Regions from separate parts of the Mus musculus genome. Here region 1 is linked to region 2. A link is a contact called in public Hi-C data. All regions are on one chromosome and are shown on one strand. The core of a region is the stretch at or near the end of the contact, and the rest is flanking DNA. Distances in the headings are between cores, read along the strand shown. Region 1 holds the start of Pcsk2os2 (proprotein convertase subtilisin/kexin type 2, opposite strand 2). Region 2 has its middle 140 kb from the start of Otor.

Region 1 (3,110 bases), core at 294-2,793, 570 kb after region 2:
AACTAACAAAATGATGCCCTGGTGCAAGGTTGTGGCAATCTGCCATTGCAATTGAGCCAATCTAAAACTGTATGGAGGGCCCTGACATTAGATGGCACAGGAAAAAGGCTTACCAATAGGACCTGGTGGCAGGAGGTGGCATTGCTACCCTGTTTCAAGTAGCCAAAGCACATTTAGACACATCAGCAGTTTGCCTTCTTAACACGTGACTCACCTCATGATTGACAAAAAGCATGCTTCCAACCCAGGACCAGATGACAGTGGATGTGGTGTGTTTTGGCACCTAAAGCTGGAAGGGTCAGGCAAGTCTGCAACAAATGCCTCTGTCCACATATGCAGTGCAGATCTCATTGAAACAGGGCATCCCTGGGCGGCTCCTGTCATTTACCATGCCTCAGAATGTCACACCTCAGAGCTGGATCCTTCTCTTTGCTCCATCTGTAACCTCCCTGCCTGCAACTGAACAGCCTTCTCAAGTGGGATGGCTCTGCATCACATGCCAAGATTGCTGGAAAGGAAGAAAAAAATCTTCATGGCTTACCTTCAGACAACAGCATGCAAATATTTTGGAGAGGAGAGTGCACCGTGCAGTGGGGAATATGTTTTCTCATTTGACTTTTTCCTGGGCTTTGTTTCAAGATAACACTTTTTAGACAGTTTTGGGATGCTTTGTAAGTGACAGCATAGTATATAAAAGCAAAGGGCTCCTCTATATCAGTTATTTGACTTACTCTAAAGAAAAACCCACCTGGGAAAGATGATATCATCCACACACAGGAATCTGACTGTGAGTATCACTGAGAGGCAGTTCTTACATTTGTCTTTGACTATTAACATTCTGCAAAGGGGCTTTTTTATGAATATAATAGCCATGGAAATGAGAAAGAGATGAAGAGATGGGTCTCTACTCTTAACAGTGCCCACATTGTTTGGCATAGTCTTTGCCATTCACAAGTGCCTATCATCTGCTTCACACACAAACCTCATCTATTTGAATCTTTAGAAATGTCAGTGGGCCACTTCTAAATTTTTTTCAGTAAATGCTTGAAAAGGCATCAAAGAATAGGCAAGACAGAAGGAAAGAGACTAGCAGATGGCATGTCTCGGTGGTCAAGTGCTTTCCTGCCAATCACAAGGCTCTGGGTTTGGTCTGCAGAATCCCAGGAAAAGAATGACCTCTTTGCCCTTGGTTTGTTGCCTCTTTAACTCTGTAGTGTACATATTCGGTTTATAGTTAAAGCGTTTTTCACAGTATAGCTGGGAAGTTGGTAACGGAGATTCTGCATGGTTAATCTCTACCTGTGCTGGCTAGTTTTGTGTTACCTTGACCATGAGCTAGAGACATTTGAAAAGATAGGACCACCATCAAGATAATGGCTTCACCAGAATGGCCTGTAGGCAGGCCTATGGTACATTTTCTTAAGTAGTGACTGATACAGGAGGGTCCAGCTCACTGTAGGTGCTAGACAGAAGCAGGCTGAGCAGACCATGGAAAGCAAGCTGGTAAGCAGCTGTCCCCCATGGCCTCCAGTGTCCTGCCTTGAGTTCCTGCCTTGACTTCTCTGGAAGAGGGACTACAAATTGTTAACTGAGACAAACTCTTTCCTCCCCTAGTTGCTCCTGGTCACAGTGTTTTATCACAGCAATAGAAACCTAACTGGGACACAGTGTAAGTTTGGGATCTCCCGAAAGCAAACCCTGAGACAAGACTTGAGTTTAAGATCTGAGCTGAACTTGAGTTGAACTCAAGTTCAGGTGTAACCTCAAGCATTCCACCTACACCAACTTCCCCGAAATAACAACTTTGAAGCTTCTTATATATGAATAAGTGCCTAGGCAAAAGCCTTGGCTCATTCCCTAACTAGCTTAGGACTTAAATCTTGTCATTCTCTTCTATGTTCTGCCATGTGACTGGTTAGCTGGTCCTCAGTTACATGCCACCTCTTCCTCTTTGTGTGGGGCTGAACCTCTTCTTCCCCTGTCTCTATCCCTGAATCATCCTCCTCTCCCTCCCCCCTCCTGATGTCCTATCTTCTAATTTTGCTTCAGCTCACTGATCAATCAGCTTCTTATTAACAGATGAATTGTCAACATAGTGCACAAGAGATTATCTCTACATTCAGGATTTGAGTTGATGTTATTTGGGAGGCAAAGTGAGTACCAGGAGCAAATAGGGAGGTGTAACGAGAACCAGAAAAGGTCAGTACAGACCATGTACTCAAGCCAGTCACCTACATGAGCGATAAAAATCATGGGATATCAAAAATCCACGTAGAACATACAGTAAAGGTATATTTATCTTAGCAAAGGAGCTAAGATTTAAAAAGAGGGGTGGGGGGAGTGGCTGTGCCCTACCAGTCAAAGCCAAAGAGCAGGTTCATGGAGAAGCCTTCAGCCTCTTGGGAAGTAACCATACACAAGAGGTTCTGAGGTCCAGGGGATCGAGGATGCCATCTGTCACCTGTCACAGTCAGTGGAGCTCAGCTAAAGCACAATCTAATCAGAGATTCACTGTGTGGATGGAAGAATGCAGTCCTTGCAGGAGGATGAGTGAAGCAACAGACAAGCAAGCCATCAGAGAGCACAGCATCTCATCCTCCAGCATCTTCCGTTCCTCTGACAACCAGAGGAAGAATTCAGACAACACGAGAGAACCTTGACGGTGACAGGACTCGTGAGGTTCTTCTCTCTCATAAAGGGAACACAGACATCCAAGGTAGCCTGGAACATTCTGGCTGGCTCCGATGACTATATCTCAGCGCCATTATTAATCACGTCTAAGGACTGCTACTAGAAAGAGTAAATAATTAGTTTAGGAATAGTTAGCGACAATCTGCAACAATCCTCTGTGGTGCTGATGAGACTGAGTGGGGATGGGGCATAGCACAAGCATTGGGTTTCTGTACTAGAATATATGAAGATGAGTCCCTTACAAGAGACTGGCTCAAGTGCCCATCCAGGAGGGAGGTGTACAGGGCTGGTTGGGAGAAGGTGATTAATCAGGTGCAGGCCAGGCCAAGCCCTGATGCTGCTTGTTGAAATTTAATCAGAGTGTGGGTCAGATACAGTGGCACTAGTGGCAGGGCCTCGGCAGGCGATGGATGCCTCCT
Region 2 (2,982 bases), core at 190-2,689:
CAAGCTTCCACCATGTTGTTAGTGGTAGCAGGTGGAAGGCAGGAAAACAGTGAAGAGGTTGTAGCAAGAGAGATGGCTAGGCAGAGTGCAGCCGTAGGATCCTCACCAGAAGGAAAACATGAGATGCGTGAGTAGAGAGAATTCAGAGAGGGGCCACTTTCTTACACACACAGACTCCAGATCAGAAAGAGAAACAGATGGGGAGAAGATATAAAAGTGATCAACATTCAACAGATGTAAAATTATGCCCAATTACAGAGAAGGAAAGGAGAGACAAGTCAGGTGTGTTTATTCACTGATGGTGCCATTACTCCCCCCTTTCCCCAATGCTTTTTCCAGACAGGGTTTCTCTGTGTAACCTTGGATGTTCTGGAACTCACTCTGGAGACCTGGCTGGCCTTGAACTCAGTCTGCCTGCCTCTGCTTCTCAAGTGTCGGGATCAAAGGTGTGCCCAGCACTACTTCTTAGGTAAAGTGGCTTTCTTCGAAAGTGCTGCCTGGACTCAGTCCCTCTAGACTCGTGCTTATCAAAAAGTGAGAGAAGCGAAGCCATATGTAGAGCCCAAGGACTATCTTCCAGGAGGTCTTTGCCATGCACTGGGCACCATGTCCAGAGTGGTATGCGACCTGCCTGCTTGGTGTGCACTCTCCTGCTGAGGATGATGTGCAAGGAGACCTGAGCTGACACCTGCTCTGTATGACAGATAGCAAAGGATCCCATATTGCAGTAAAATTGGACACTGTAGTGATGTCTTGACCATGTCAGGATTCTCTGTCTAACCATGGAAAGATTCAGAGAGGAACAGAGATATCAATGCTATAAAGGAGAAACTCTTTAGGGCTTCAAGACAGCCTGCCCCACAATGTATGCTCAAACAGAAATGCCCTTCCTTGGCACTCATCAGGTTTGTGATTGTGGAGCTTCTGACTCTGGCAATAGTTGTAGTTCCCAGGGTGGCCCTCCCACCTCAGCCCTCTGTCACAACCTGCCACTAGGGTCATTTTTCACTACCCAACTTGCAAGCAAATTGTGCATCCTTGTTCAAGTAGGATGGGATAGGATCTTATCAAACAGGACTTACCAGCTGGAACCAGAAAAAAAAATATGTCCATCTGGCCTGGGCAATGTGCCCTCCTGGAAAATTACTGAATAGTGCCAACTTCTGTAAAAATACATTCCTTAAAATGCCAGCAGAAGGCAGAGACTTATGGAGACATGAAGAAATTATGCAGCCTGTGCAAATCCCCATCTATCACCAGCCCTGAGTAATGGGAATAAATGCCCACCCAGCCTCAGTGCCAAGAACATTAATAATTAGTTCATGGGAGCTGTCACTCAGGAATGTCCTGGCGGTGGTTCAGATTCCAGGCATGAGGGGATGTGATGCCAATGCACGGAGCCCACAGAGCAATGAGACATTTTGTTGTGCGTGGGTGGGCTGTCAGAAGCAACCCTCTCTCTACAGAGAGGCAGTGAGAAGTGACGACTTTGGGTCCAGGGATCTTGGCGAGTTAATCTAGCTGCCTTTTTTGTTCTCCCTGCATGCTTTGCAGAACTCTTGGTAGTGAGATCTTCCTCCTGAGGAATAAAGACAGCCAATCAATGCTCATCATAGAACTTTCTTGCCTCTTTCTGAGGCCATTGCCTGCCATGGTTGCTGAAAAGCCTCTTAAGTGACCACTCAAGGTCCTCCTCATGTTCCATCTTACCCCATGGTATGGGCTGGTGTGTCCTCTGAAAATGTATGTGTTCTAACCCCCGTGTTTCAGACTGTGACTGAGTTTGGAAGTAGAGTCTGTAAGGAAGCAAGTGGGTTAAAGTGATAGCAATTAAAGGACATCCGATTTGTATCATCTTAAGAAAAAGATATTTGGACATAGAACAAAGGCTAGACTACATGGGTATAAAAGATAAAAGGCGTCTGCTGTGCCAGCTCAGAAAAGAAGCCAGAGGAAACGAGGCCACGCAATACCTTCTTCTTCGACTTCCAGCTTCCAGAACTGTGATAAGTAAATAACATTGTGTTGTTTAAGCTCCCTTGCCTGTGTTTGTGAGGTTTTATTATGGTGTCCTAGCTGACAGCTGCAAATCTTTTTACTTGCTCCTTAGGCACTGAACTGCCCTTCAGCTGTCTCTCTAATGAACTTTGAAATGTTGACCACAGTAATGAAGTTACTATCAAATATGACCCATGGCTATTATGTCCTGTCCTCATCTGTGTCTTTTTAAATTCACCTCTTGAATTCAGGACTTTTCGCATGTTGAGCCAGTTGTACATTCAGCCTTTCTTCATCCTTCTTCCTGATTTCCATGTTTTTGTTTTTGTTTTTGGTTTTTTTTGTATTTTCACTTTTATGGAGAGTGTTTCACCAAGGTACCAGGCTGACCTAAAACTCACAATTCTCAGTCTTCCTTGCACCTAATCTCCCATTTTGGATTCCCACTTTCTGATCCCTTTACCCATGTTCTTCCCCTAATAACTGTTCCTCAAGTCAAATGCAGGTCCTCTTCTCCATAAGGCCTTCCTTATTTCCCAGGCTGATGGTCCATTGTCATTGAGCTTACGGAGGATAACATCTGACTTGCTTTTGTATTGTCTGTTGCTTCTGGAGTACTGCTTTGTACATTACAAGCCCATATCTGTTATGTAACTAAGAGAAAAACAGAGAATGGGGCTGTAGGAGGGAGTATATGATGCCCTGCCTGGGAATGTGTATGTTTGAAGAGCTGACATGGGATAATAATGTTAACCAGGCTTCTGTGATCAAACCAATGTGGGTACAGCACACACCCTCTTCCTGTACACCTCTTACTTTCCTGTCTCTTGTCTTTCCCCATAGGAGAACCATTTCTACCTCCATTATGGAATTTCTGGGTAGATGAGTGAGAGGCACATGTGCAAAGCATATGCCCTTGCTTTGCTTTGTCTAGAAAAATAAAGTTCCAACAGGTAAGAATCAGAGGCCACGGGCTGGGCCTCC

The links. Hi-C and Micro-C count contacts between places; a contact is called where the count stands out from the background.
Region 1: a contact with region 2 is called in a Hi-C map of cerebral cortex, with 1.7 times the contacts expected there. The contact joins the promoter of Pcsk2os2 here to the enhancer-like site in region 2. A contact is called at or near these places in 6 of 39 promoter capture datasets (the 3T3-L1 cell line, cranial neural crest, embryonic stem cells and 2 more), 1 of 484 Hi-C or Micro-C datasets (cerebral cortex) and 1 of 9 other capture datasets (embryonic stem cells).

The regions. Positions count from the first base shown.
Region 1 is chr2:143,787,643-143,790,752 of GRCm38.p6, forward strand. It overlaps Pcsk2os2 (proprotein convertase subtilisin/kexin type 2, opposite strand 2), which reads right to left and starts at 1,544. Exons shown (of 3, transcript NR_040625.1): 1 at 215-1,544. The region is part of intron 8 of Pcsk2 (proprotein convertase subtilisin/kexin type 2); the gene reads left to right.
Region 2 is chr2:143,216,837-143,219,818 of GRCm38.p6, forward strand. No RefSeq gene overlaps it. Among named protein-coding and RNA genes, the nearest start is that of Otor, 140 kb to the left of the region's middle. Within about 2 kb of position 1,440, at least 19 of the 459 cell types and tissues checked have an H3K27ac peak or open chromatin away from gene starts, as enhancers often do. A contact at or near this core is called in cerebral cortex and hippocampal neurons, where this site is marked.